Regions from separate parts of the Pogona vitticeps genome. Here region 2 is linked to region 1. Evidence: chromatin contacts called from public Hi-C data. All regions are on one chromosome and are shown on one strand. The core of a region is the stretch at or near the end of the contact, and the rest is flanking DNA. Distances in the headings are between cores, read along the strand shown. Region 1 holds the start of C15H1orf56 (chromosome 15 C1orf56 homolog). Region 2 holds the start of PSMB4 (proteasome 20S subunit beta 4).

Region 1 (5,826 bases), core at 2,403-4,902:
TCTCCTTGTAAGTATGTTTAGCTTAGCCTTTGTTGATGAGGTGAGGCCTTCATAGAAACGGTTTGAAATGCAGTGTGTGCTTAAGAAAGAGACTTTCAGAGTCCGGGGACAATAGGATGCCTGGACTACAAATCCCAGAATCCTCTCAGATAACAATAGCCATATTGGCTGAGAAATGCTGGACATTATGCTTCCCAGAAGTATTTCTTATGTAGAACCAACCCCAGCTGAATTTTTAACTTTTTTTAAAAAATGAGGGTAGGGCCGGATTAATTTTATTAAATTTGTTGGCCAGGATTCTGGGGGTTGTAGTCCAAAGACAAGTAAATTACTTTTTGAAGCCTAGAATTGCTGTATTTTGCAGCTGGATGGCAACATAGTAGGGCTTTTGAAAGGGGGAAAGAAAGCTTTTAACTTTTTTTGAGGGGGGTGTTCTGATGCAGCAGCCTTTTGTGGGAGGGTTTGGCGTTTGCCCTGGGCCTGATTTGCATATATGCATATAAGGTAATCATAATTTAAAAAACCCACAGGGCTCCACGACTGGGGGAATGTCTATTTCCCAAAAAAGTTTTCTCCCTATTAAAAAAAAAATCTGTATTTCTAGGCGTGGGAAGTGCATCAAATGCTGAACACGCCCCAGGAGTAAAACGCGAAGTAAATGCATCAAAACCTGGGCGTGTTTGCATCCGTGTGAGTCCTGTTAACTTGGCGCTTTGTTTGTTACGATGACATTAAAGAGAGAGAGAAAACAAACAAACCGAAACGGGAGTCTTTTTGTGCAAGTCGTTTATTTTACCATCTTTAGTCGACAGTGAAAAAAAAGATAGGGGCGGGGTGGGGGTGGGGGTGGGGAGTAAGGGGGAAAAAGCAGCAGGAAAGCGGCCTCTTCCCGAGAGTAAGGAACTCTGCCCATGCTCAGAGGCGCCGTCCGGCGGGAGGCACCCCTGGCAGCAAGGCAGGGGCGTCGGCGTCTCTGGCTCTTTGTCGCCCTCGCGTGGCGCCGTTCGGGAAGGACGGGCTTCGGGGCTCCCAAATGGGCGGGATTGCGGGGGGGGGGGCGGACAGGCGGGCGGGGGGGGGAGCGCCGCGCTTGGCGCCGAAGACTTTCCGGGCCCCGATCCCCGCCGAGCCGAGAACCCCTAGGGGGTGCACGTGAGAAAGCCGCTACTTGTAATTCTTTTTAACCCCCCCCAAAGATATAAATAAGGCTTTTAAAAGTTGGAATAATGTTCCCCAACTATTTTCGGAGAGATTTGGGGGCGATTCTCTAGGCGTTCACCGAGGAGGCGCCAGTTTATTGGGAAGCCGGAACCCCTTAAGTGGAAGGGCAAGAAAAGGAAACCGAAATCCAGGAAAATGACACTGTCAAAATCTATATTTCTTAAGGGCGACACATAGGGTAGATTTCCGAGCGTCACTTCCGGTTCTCAGTTTGGCCTAGAGGGTAAGAGCGCCCCTTCACAGTTCTGGAGTACACAGGTTCGAATCCGTGGAGAGTCCCCTGCTACCTTCACGTAGCCTACCATAATAGAGACATATAGCAGATTTCCGAACGTCACTTCCGGTTTTACGGGTAGCCTAGAGGTAAATTCAATGACCTAGAAGGCCCTAGTTTGGGGGTTCGAATCCCCTCCGCTCCTTTTCTCGCCTTTGGCCTCTAGGGGTAGAGAGGTCAAATATACCAAGATTAGGGCCTCGAGCCAAGAGGTGGCGGTGGCTCAGCGGGTTAGGCGCCTGCAAAGGCAACAGGCCCTTCGGGGTCTGCGAGTTCGAATCCCCGCTGGGCGCCTAAGGAAAAAAAAGGATTTTTTTATTTTTTTTCCCGGGGCCCGCCCGCCATTTTGCAAAATGTGGTTCTCTTTTCTGGGCTCGGGTCCTCCTGCCTGCGCTACCTACGAGTGAGTTGCCTAGCCCTGACTGACGGTCCTGCCAAGGGGGGCCAGTGAGGACTGTGCAACTTGCCCAAGGTTGCACAGGCGGCAGGACCCAAGCCCAGAAACAAAGAACCAGCGACGCGCAGCAGGTCAGGCTCACCGGCGGGGATTCGAACTGGCGGTCGACCGGGACCGCAAAATCACATTACCAAGCGTTTTCCCCGCTGAGCCATCTCAGCCACTGGGCGTGGCCCCTGCTCCTGGCGTATTTGAGACGCCCAACTCCCGCTCAATGGTCAAAAAAAAAGAAAGAAAAGTGACGTAATAGGGCTTAAAGGGGAAGGACCCGGGGGGTTGCGTCTCCGGCTCTCCCACAACGAGCCCCCCCCACTAAATCGGACTCCCACTGGAACTCCCCACACTTCGCTTCACCCCCCCAGCCCCCCCCAAGGCCGAGCCAGCCTCTGAATGCCTGCAGGTTTTGAGGCTCCGACGCCGTTCCTCGTTAAAGGGACAATTAAATGCATCAAACCTCCCCCTCCCCCCCCCCATTTGCACTCGCCCCTGGGAAGAGCCGCCCCTTCGCCCCTGGGGCTAAATCCAGGAGTTACTGGACGCCCCGCTGGTCGTCATCGTCATCATGCAGTTGCAGTAACAACAACAACAACAACAACAATAATAATAATAATAATAATAATTGGAAAATCATTGAAAAAGGAAAAAATCCGAAAGGCCTGCCGTATTGATGACCAGGCTAAGCGGACAAGCAGCTGCAGTCCTCCTGTTCAGCTTTTAACAGGGGAGGGGGGTTTAAAGGGTCATGAGGACTAGCCTCTTGACTAGCTGCTGCAGTCAGCAGCTGCTCAGGCTGCTTTTAGTAGGCATTTCGGTCCAAGTTTGTGTGTTATCCAGGTAAAAATAAAACAAATCAATATGTACACCCCCCACATACACTGGATTAAATCTCTATGCAGCAAATGTGTTTATTGAAAAAAATTTATTATTGGGACACATCAACTCTACAAGGATATACTGTAATTTATAAATAGAAAACACCCCGATGTGACACAGGTACAATAAACTAGACTTAACAAAAGGGTGAAGGAAAATCATCTCAGCAAGGATGAGCCCCACAAGAACTGGTGAGCAGGCTTTTAAACGGGGGTGTGTGGATTGCAACCCGGAGGGACCACCGGGAGGGGGGGTTGAAGGGGACACACGAGGCCTCTCTCGGCTCATCGTCGCCTAACTTTGAATGAACGACCCCGAGGGGAAAAAAGTGGAACACACGCGGGTTGTCGAAACGGAGCGAAGACAAAAGAGGCGGGTCGAGAAGGGCTCCCGAAAGCGCCGCTGGAAAGGCCGAAGAAAAGGCCAAGAAAGGAGGCGGGAAGGCGGGCAGGGAGGCGCCGAGAAGGGAAACCGAGGGAAGAAGGGAGGGGGGGCAGCTCCCTCGCTCTCTCTCTTGGGGGGGCCCTTCGGGGAAACGGGGGGGGTGATGGTGAGGATGATGCATCATCCAACCTCCAGGAGGAGAGCAAAGGGAAGAAGGGAGGCCTTTCCCTTTCTTTTAAGAGGGGACAAAAGGGGACCCCCCTCCACACACACACAGAGACAGACCTGCCCAGGGTGGGGGCGAGGGGGACCCCCCTCCTCCTCCCCCCCCGCACCCGGGACCCCTCCTTGGAGGCGCCTGCCTGGAGGGGAAAAGGAAAGCCGCCCGGGGAGACCGAAAGGCGGCTCGCAATCAGGAGATTTTAAAAAATATATAAGCTCTCTCTTTAAAAGCCGACGCAGGGAAAACGCGGGGGGGGGGAGAGGAAAAGCGGACCCCGAGAAGCTTCACGGAGGATCCAGCGCCCCCAAGAGCCCCAGACACGCGTCAGGGCCCCGTTCGCACGAGCTGGTCCACACACCCCTTTCTCTCCCCCCCCCACAAGGGCAGGGAGAAGCAACTTCCGCGCCACGCCGAGGGCCCCGACGACTCCTCCCGAGGAGACCCGCCCGAGGGGAGGCGACCCGGCGCGCTCGCTGCCTACCGGCGGGGGAGACACGTGCCCCCCCTTTCCCGCGGTTCCCGCCTCGGCGTTCCACCGCTTCCTTCCGCGGCCCCGCCCACGTTCCACCGCCCCTTTGTTCTTCCCCCGCCGTTGCCTAGCGAAGCCACGCCCCCTCGGGAGCTGATCAGGCCACGCCCCCTTCCCCCCGGCGGAGCGGAGGGCGCGCGGGGTGGTGGTGGTGGTGCTGCTGCGCCGGCGTCGGGCCCTCCCTTGGCAGTTCCCCCCCTTTCATGGCGCTAGGGGGCGCCTCCTTGGTGGTGGTGCTGCTGGTGTGGCTGTGGAACCCCTGGCCACCGGACGGCGGTGGCGGCGGTGGGGGCCGGGCTGAGGGCACGGGCAACAACAAGGTCTCGGCCCCGCCCGACCTGGTGGCCAAGGTGCCCCTGGCGGCCAAAGCCCTGGTGGCGGCCGGCTACACCAGCACCGCCGAGGAGGAGTCGGCCGAGGTGGAGGCCACGGCGGCGCACGGCATGGCCTCGGAGGTGGTGGTGGTCACCCCGGGCCCGGGAGGGACGTCCTCCGGGAAGGAGGCCGTGGTCATCGTGGGCGACTCCCGCTACAGCTGGCAGCCGTGGAGCCCCTGGCACTGCAACTGCCCGGCGGGGAGCATGTCCCGGGTGCGGAACATCACCTACGCGGTGCCCGGGGTGCGCCTGGACCCCGTCCAGTACAACGTCCTGCGCCTGGAGCGCGAGGTCTGCAGCTACGCCCTCTGCCCGGCCTGCAACCGCACGGCCCGCGAGTGCGACCGGCCGGCCGTCCCCTGCGCCAAGGGGCCCGACTACCTCTGCGCCCTGGACGACATCCGGCAGGACCGCGAGCACCTGCGGCGCCACTTCTGGACCCACGTCCACCAGGGGCTCAAGAAGCTCTGGCAGACCGTCCGGGAGGCCTTCCCGTCCCAGGCGGCCGAGAAGGTACGGGCCGCTTGCTGGGCCCGCAGACCGCTTGCTGGGCACGGCTGGCCAACCTCACCCTTTGGGGGACGGCGGCGACCTCTGGGTCTGGGAGTCGGAGGCTGAACCAGGAAAGCTGCTCCCTTCTGGGGGAGCGTGATGAATATCCAAGAGCACTCTACCTTTATTCTCACAGGCACGGAGATCAGTGCCTGCAGGCCGCCGTGTGGAGGGGGGGCCCAAGGGAGGCGAAAGGTGATGGTGCTCACCTGCCCTCCCCCCCTGACCAGACCCACTTCCTGGGGAGTTGAACCCCTGAGACGCCCTTGCAGGCAGAGGGGTCAGCAAGGTCACCCCAGGGTGGTGCTTTCTCTCCCCCCCCCCTTCAGAGGTATAATCATGTGTTGGAAACCACAATTTTTGTCACCCCCAAACTGTCCTAACTTCCTGTTTTCAACAGCGGACCACTTGAGGCTTCTTGGATGCCCGTCCCCAGGTTTCACAGATAGACTGCTCCCAAACAGTGAGGCCCCACTTAGCCCATGCGTTGGTTTCATATTTTTAAATTCACTCACTACATCCTTTGGGTTCCAGCCTTTGACCTGGATCTGGCCCGAACCCTAGAGAAAACCCAAAGGCTGGTGGCTTTTCAGTGGAATTTGGCCACGAACCCCATCGGCTGGATCAGAGCCGCCCTTTCCTTCCACAGAACCGTCTAGAGCAGGTGGTCTCCAACCTTGGGGCCTCCAGATGTTCTTGGACTTCACCTCCCAGAAATCTTGGCCAGCAGAGGTGGTGGTGAAGACTTCTGGGAGTTGTAGTCCACAAACATCTGGAGTCCCAAGGTTGGAGACCACTGGTCTAGAGATCTACCTCAGGAGCCAAAGTTCCCCAATATCACGATTGGACTTACTCATCATGATAGGGTTGAGCTTTTCTCCCGCAGATGCAAGGAAACTCCTGCTGATCCTGGTTGCCTCCAAGATCCTCTTTCCC
Region 2 (5,826 bases), core at 836-3,335, 350 kb before region 1:
ACATCTAAGAGAGAGGTGCCTGGCTAAATCCATCTTGCCATGAACCTCCAGACTTTAAGCTCTGCATACTGGTAGAAACCTGATGAAGTGTTTTTATCCACAAAAGCTTAAGTATTAGTATGTTGATTTTTTTTAGTGGTCTATTAAAGTACTGCTTATTTTTGCATTTCTATTTCATGCTGGGTGGGAAGCTTCCCCTTAAAAGCACAAGTCCAACCTGCTTCAACAAAGTGTGAAGCCCGTGCTCTTTTCTAGCCAGCCAGCCACGTCCCCTCCCAGGAGACTCCGTCCCTTCCACTTCCCCGATGCTCTGATGCCCTGAAGGATTGTTATGTTCTACACCCACCGAGAATGCCCTGGACGATGGCTGAATAGCAGGGAAAAGAAGGGATCCTGCCCTTAAATTCCACCCCCCCCTACAATTCTTTTGAATGTTTTGAGCTTCAAGGGCCAATTTCAGCATTTATACCCTGTGACCTCACAGTTCAGACCCCTAATGACATCATCATTCTTATTTTTTAGCAGCTCCATCTAGACATGGGGCTTGTCAGGTAAGGCCAGGGCTACATGGTGACATCGCTAAGATGATGCCATTAAGACCATAATAGCCCTTCTCCCAGACTCACTTCTTGAGGGACCCAAAAAAGAACACATCAAATACTCACTGGCAGACACAATCCGGGATGTGCACCTGCTCCACGGGGATCCACTCAGACAGCTCATCAAGACTAGCCACAAACTGCACTTTTCGGCTGAACTTGGAACTGAAGAGAGAGATGGGGAAAAAGTTAAAAGAGTCTACGCAGGCCAAGAGTTTGTGAACCACAGCAATCCCTGCCAGGAAATAAAAAGAAAAATTCTTTTTTATTTTTATTATTATTTATTATAATTATCATTATTATTTATATTTTAATATAATAAAAAGTTAAATGACAAATATAATCATAACTCAAATATACAGTGTAACCCACCACTATATGCCCCATCTCTTTTCAAAAATATTTTTGTGTTGGTGTATAACCTTTATGTTTTGTAAGTAGATATTCTAGATAAGGGTTCCAAATCCCATTATATCTATATTCTTTCAATAATCCTTTTCTAACTTCCAGTTCAAAAGCTACTTTACCATCAATAGCTAGATTCCATATCTCATTACAACATTCCTCCAACATCAATTACTATTTTTCCAGTTCCTTACACATATCAATCTAGCTGCAATTAACATAACAATTAGTTCCACTTCTGCCTATCTGACAGATTCCAAATACATTTAATAATGCTAACGTTGGGCATCTTTGTGTGTCTGTCCCTAGAATTTCTTTAATCTCATTAAATACAGTCATCCATTCCTTCCGTCTCTCTTCACCTGCCCACCATATATAATCGTATGTTCCCCTTTCTCTTTTACATCTCGAACATACGGATGATCTCTATTCAATATATCCAGTTTCCATATTACTTTATAAAAACTGACCCATTTTTCATTATCCTTTTCCTCCAGATCCTCTTCCGTACCTCTCCACTGATTTCTTCATTCGAGTCTCCTTGCCTTTTCTGTTTCAAGGCTATTGTTTTATATTCTCTACTAACATGTGTTACACTTATTATCTTTTTTTTGAATATTATTACAGAAGGAAAACTTCTAATAAATCATTCCAATTAATTTACCTCCCACAGAAAGCGCGCTTCGGGTCCCCAACGCCATATTGAAATCCCATCCAGTTCGTTCCACATCGATTTCCTTCCGTGCAGTTCCGGAGGAAGCGGACGTTCCGTCGCTGGACCGGAAGCGTCCTCCCGGAGATGTCCCCCCTCAGCCACACTCAAAATGGCGCCGCCACCATTTCCTGTTCCCCGGCTCCACCTCCTCCGCACAGTTCTTTTCCCGCAGAGCAGTGGAGTTCGTTTCCCCCACCCATCCACCGCCACTTTATCCACTCGGCCCCCTCCACAGGAGAAGGGAGATGAAAATAAACCGGATATCACCTTTGCCACACACAACATGGCGCCTTCCGCGGGAGATTTCCCTTCCTACGGGTCGCCATGAGGTTCAAACCGCCTCGCGGCGCGCATGCGCAGCCAGGCGTCGCGTCTTCCTGCTTCGTGACTAAGCGGCGCGCTCGAGAGGAAGATGGAGGCTCCGTCGCCGATGGAGGGGCTGCCGCCGTTGTTGCCGCCGCCGTTTTGGGCCGGGGGTCCCTCGCCGGGGGAGCTCTACTCCCCGCCCTGCCCGGGCAGCGGATACGGGCTGCCGGCCGGAGGAGTCACCCGGACCCTGTGAGGGAGGCGAGAGGAGCCCGCTTGGGCCTCTGAGGGGGGTGGGAGGAGGGGGGGACTGACGTCACGCCGCGGGGGGGAGCCTTGGGGGGGCTAGGAAGTGGGAGGGGGGCCCTCCCTCTCGCTTCTTTCCCCCCCCCCCGGGCAGAGAATTAGCTGTAGAGGTCCTTTGGGACTACAATTCCCATGATCCCCCTTGGCCTGTGAGGGGGGTCCTGGGAGTTGTAGTCCGAAGGGCCTGCTCACGCGGCTAGACAGGCTGAACGTACAGACTGGATTCAGAGACAGAAGGCGGTGGGGGGGGCAAGGGGGGCTTGTCTGAGGTTTGGGGGGCATCAGAACAACTCCAACAGGCGCACCCCCCCCAGGGTGTCTGGTTTTTAACTGAAAGCCACCCCCAGAAGGGAAGGGGCTGACGGATTCTGCCTTCCTTCCCTTCCCCCCCCCCCCTTGTGTGCTTTCTCTCCTAACCCCCAGGAGCCCCATGGTGACCGGCACCTCCATCCTGGGGCTGAAGTTTGACGGCGGCGTCATCATCGCGGCGGACATGCTGGGTTCCTACGGCTCGCTGGCTCGCTTCCGCAACATCTCCCGTGTCATGAAGGTGAACGACAGCACCGTGCTGGGGGCCTCGGGCGACTACGCCGACTTCCAGTACCTCAAGCAAGTGGTGGAGCAGATGGTGTAAGTCTTTCTGCCCCGTCATTCAGGCGGCCACCACCTTCCTGCCGTGGAGCGCTTTCTTTCCTTCTTGAGGTGTTCCGACTACAGTTCCCATCTGCCCCTGCAGTGATGGGGCTTATAGTCCATACAGTAGACTTCCTCCAATAAATCAGTAATTTAATTCTCAGAGATTGCTGCCTGCGGAATGATTGGGACTACAACTCCCATTGGCCCCAAACAGCATGGCCAGTGGTCCTGGGTGGTAGGAGTTCTGCTCTTTTCTAGGTCTGTATGTATAGGCCTAGAGGCATTAAAAGTGCAGCGGAGGGTGGATTGGTAACTCTTTCCCACATTTTACTGGTTTGGAAGTCAGGCCGTTCAGTTTTTTCTAGGCCTTCATATCCCTCCTCAGGTCCTGTGTACCCCCCCCTTTATTCGCCCCCCCGGGCAGTCAGCTCGTTCTGTCCTGAAGGTACAAATCCCTTGCACATTGTGGACCTTTGTTCACTGATTATTAAACATCACAGAACGCTGCGGCCAGTCATGGCGCCTTGGGTGAGGAAGCTAACGTTCCTTCTGGGGCCCCCGCAGGATTGACGAGGAGCTCCTGGGCGACGGGCACAGTTACAGCCCCAAAGCCATCCACTCCTGGCTCACCCGCGCCATGTACAACCGCCGCTCGAAGATGAACCCCCTCTGGAACACGGTGGTGATTGGCGGCTACGCCAACGGAGAAAGGTGAGGAGGGCTCCTGGCCCAGAAGCTGTCGGTGCAGAAGTATCTTCGTTCCCAGCAAAGCCACAACTGGTTATTAGCCAGGGTCAGGCCAATACCTGGGAGAGCTTGCTCGTTTTCAGATGTTATTGTTAGTGGGCAGCTGGGATACCTCACTGGTTGCTGGTTATTTCCAGTTTGGTAAATTCCAGTACAAGTTCCTGCTGCTTCGGTTAGGAAAACGGTGGCTGCTTTGGCATGGGAGGACCTTTGAATCTCATGGTGCTAGACCTCGGGCGTTCCTGGAGGAAGCGGAAGAGTAAAAAAGCGTTGTTCCTAACAGAACATATCATTGATCGACACACGAGTTATGTTGCCTTCAGAGTTCTGTGGAGGGGCGTTTAGGGCATCAGTAGAGGAACACAACACTTAGCGGCTGAAGGCTGGCGGAGAAAGCGAGGAAATACTTCTGCTCCCCACAGGATTCACCAAGCCCTGTCCTCTTTCTCAAGTTTCCTAGGTTACGTGGACATGCTTGGGGTGGCTTACGAAGCTCCTTCGCTCGCCACCGGATACGGCTCCTACGTGGCGCAGGTGAGTGGCTGAATTCGGCACCCATGTTCTTGGGGGGGGGGTGTCTCCCGGACATCTTGCGGTCTTGTCTCTGGTTCTGCAGCCGAGCTCTCACTCTCCCCCTGCAGCCCCTGATGCGCAACGCCCTGGAAACGCAGCCTGTGCTCTCCCGGCAAGAGGCCCGCACCCTCATAGAGCGCTGCATGAAAATCCTCTACTACAGAGACGCCCGCTCGTTCAACAAGGTAAGTGCCCAGCTGACCGCTGCGGAAAAGGAAAGGGCTGTCCCATTTAGCTGCTGGACCAGAAAGTTCTGGACTGCCTGTGTGTCTTTCCCGAAGTCTCCTTGGTGCTTTGCAACCTTGGGAGAAGTATAGGCTGGATAGATGCACGTTGCTTGTTTGTTCACAACCTCTGAGCCTATGTTCAGCCTGAGTGTTTATTTTTCAAGCCGTACCTGAGCTCAGTAGCCTTTTACGTACGCAATCACTCCTGTCGCCACCCTCTGGAAAACTCCCTTTTCTTTGAACAGTCCAGGCAGAGGGAATTGGGGTGGGGGGTGTTGCCACCCGTGAAGCTCCGAGGGGAAACATCCTTGGCAATCTCTTGCTGCTCACCCAATCCCCCTCCTGCCCAACGCTCCTTTATAGGCAGACGTAAGGCACGGGGCTCACCGTTTGCTCTCTTGCTCCACAGTATGAGATTACGACAGTAACGGAGAAAGGCGTGGAAGTGGAAGGGCCCCTCTCCTTGGAGACCAGCTGGGACATTGCCCATCTTGTCAGGTAAGGACACGGGTGTTTGGGCTCAGTTTCACCAGAGTTAACCCCACTCATTGGCAGTCCAGAAGACCCCAGGTCTGTTGGCCCACACTCTTCTGGGGGGTCAAAGGCCCTCTTGCCCCAAAAGGCTGCAGGCGTTGCATGTCTGGGCCATAGTACTTTGGAGTCCAAAGAGCGAACTTTCATATTGGTTTTGTCTAAAACGCTCCGCATCTAGTTGTCTTCTTAATTTCAAAACAGTTATTCCACGTCCAAAATATTTCGTGCAGACGTCGTGCAATGTTGTCTACTGCAAAGTTTGTTGAAGCATACCAAATTTTTCTTTCTTCTCTTGTAGCGGCTTTGAATGAAACTGGAGAACCTGCTCACGTCACGTCTTTCAGGAGGTCCTAATCCAAAGTCGTGTCTAATTCTGTTTTGTGTCCTAGTGGTGGTAGGAAATCTTTAAAACTTTTTGTAAACTCAATAAACGAAGTTGAGACTCTTGCCTGGTATTGCTACTTTTATTGAAGTTGTCATTATTAATTTTCCAGAAGGATCTGTTTCTCCCCTGAAACTTCCTTTCAGTTAAAGTTACAATTTCTAGTAATGGTTTATTCTTTTAAGTATTCCAGGCTTGTATACTTTGAGCGAGTTTACACACGCAGAATAATCTTCTAAGGTCATTCTTCCTGGCACTCTTTAACAGGTCAGAACACAAGGAGTGTTTTAGTTTCTTGTGTTTATGTATGATTAAACTGTTTCATGCACACACAAAATAGCTTTTCCCCTTCCTGTCCAGCTTTCAGCAGGCATGGAATTTGTTCCTTTTTCTTAT

The links. A called contact is a pair of places that touch in the nucleus more often than the background predicts.
Region 2: a contact with region 1 is called in a Hi-C map of blood, with 9 times the contacts expected there. The contact joins the promoter of PSMB4 here to the promoter of C15H1orf56 in region 1. A contact is called at or near these places in 2 of 2 Hi-C or Micro-C datasets (blood and muscle).

The regions. Positions count from the first base shown.
Region 1 is chr15:1,369,889-1,375,714 of PviZW2.1, reverse strand. It overlaps C15H1orf56 (chromosome 15 C1orf56 homolog), which reads left to right and starts at 3,652. Exons shown (of 2, transcript XM_020798245.3): 1 at 3,652-4,851. The coding sequence starts at 4,165. BNIPL (BCL2 interacting protein like) reads left to right here. Exons shown (of 10, transcript XM_020798127.3): 10 at 1-757.
Region 2 is chr15:1,722,598-1,728,423 of PviZW2.1, reverse strand. It overlaps PSMB4 (proteasome 20S subunit beta 4), which reads left to right and starts at 2,085. Exons shown (of 7, transcript XM_020798173.3): 1 at 2,085-2,277; 2 at 2,755-2,961; 3 at 3,532-3,678; 4 at 4,167-4,248; 5 at 4,356-4,472; 6 at 4,924-5,012; 7 at 5,347-5,495. The coding sequence starts at 2,132. The coding sequence ends at 5,359. It overlaps LOC110081472 (a long non-coding RNA gene), which reads right to left and starts at 1,956. Exons shown (of 3, transcript XR_012082095.2): 1 at 1,669-1,956; 2 at 666-764.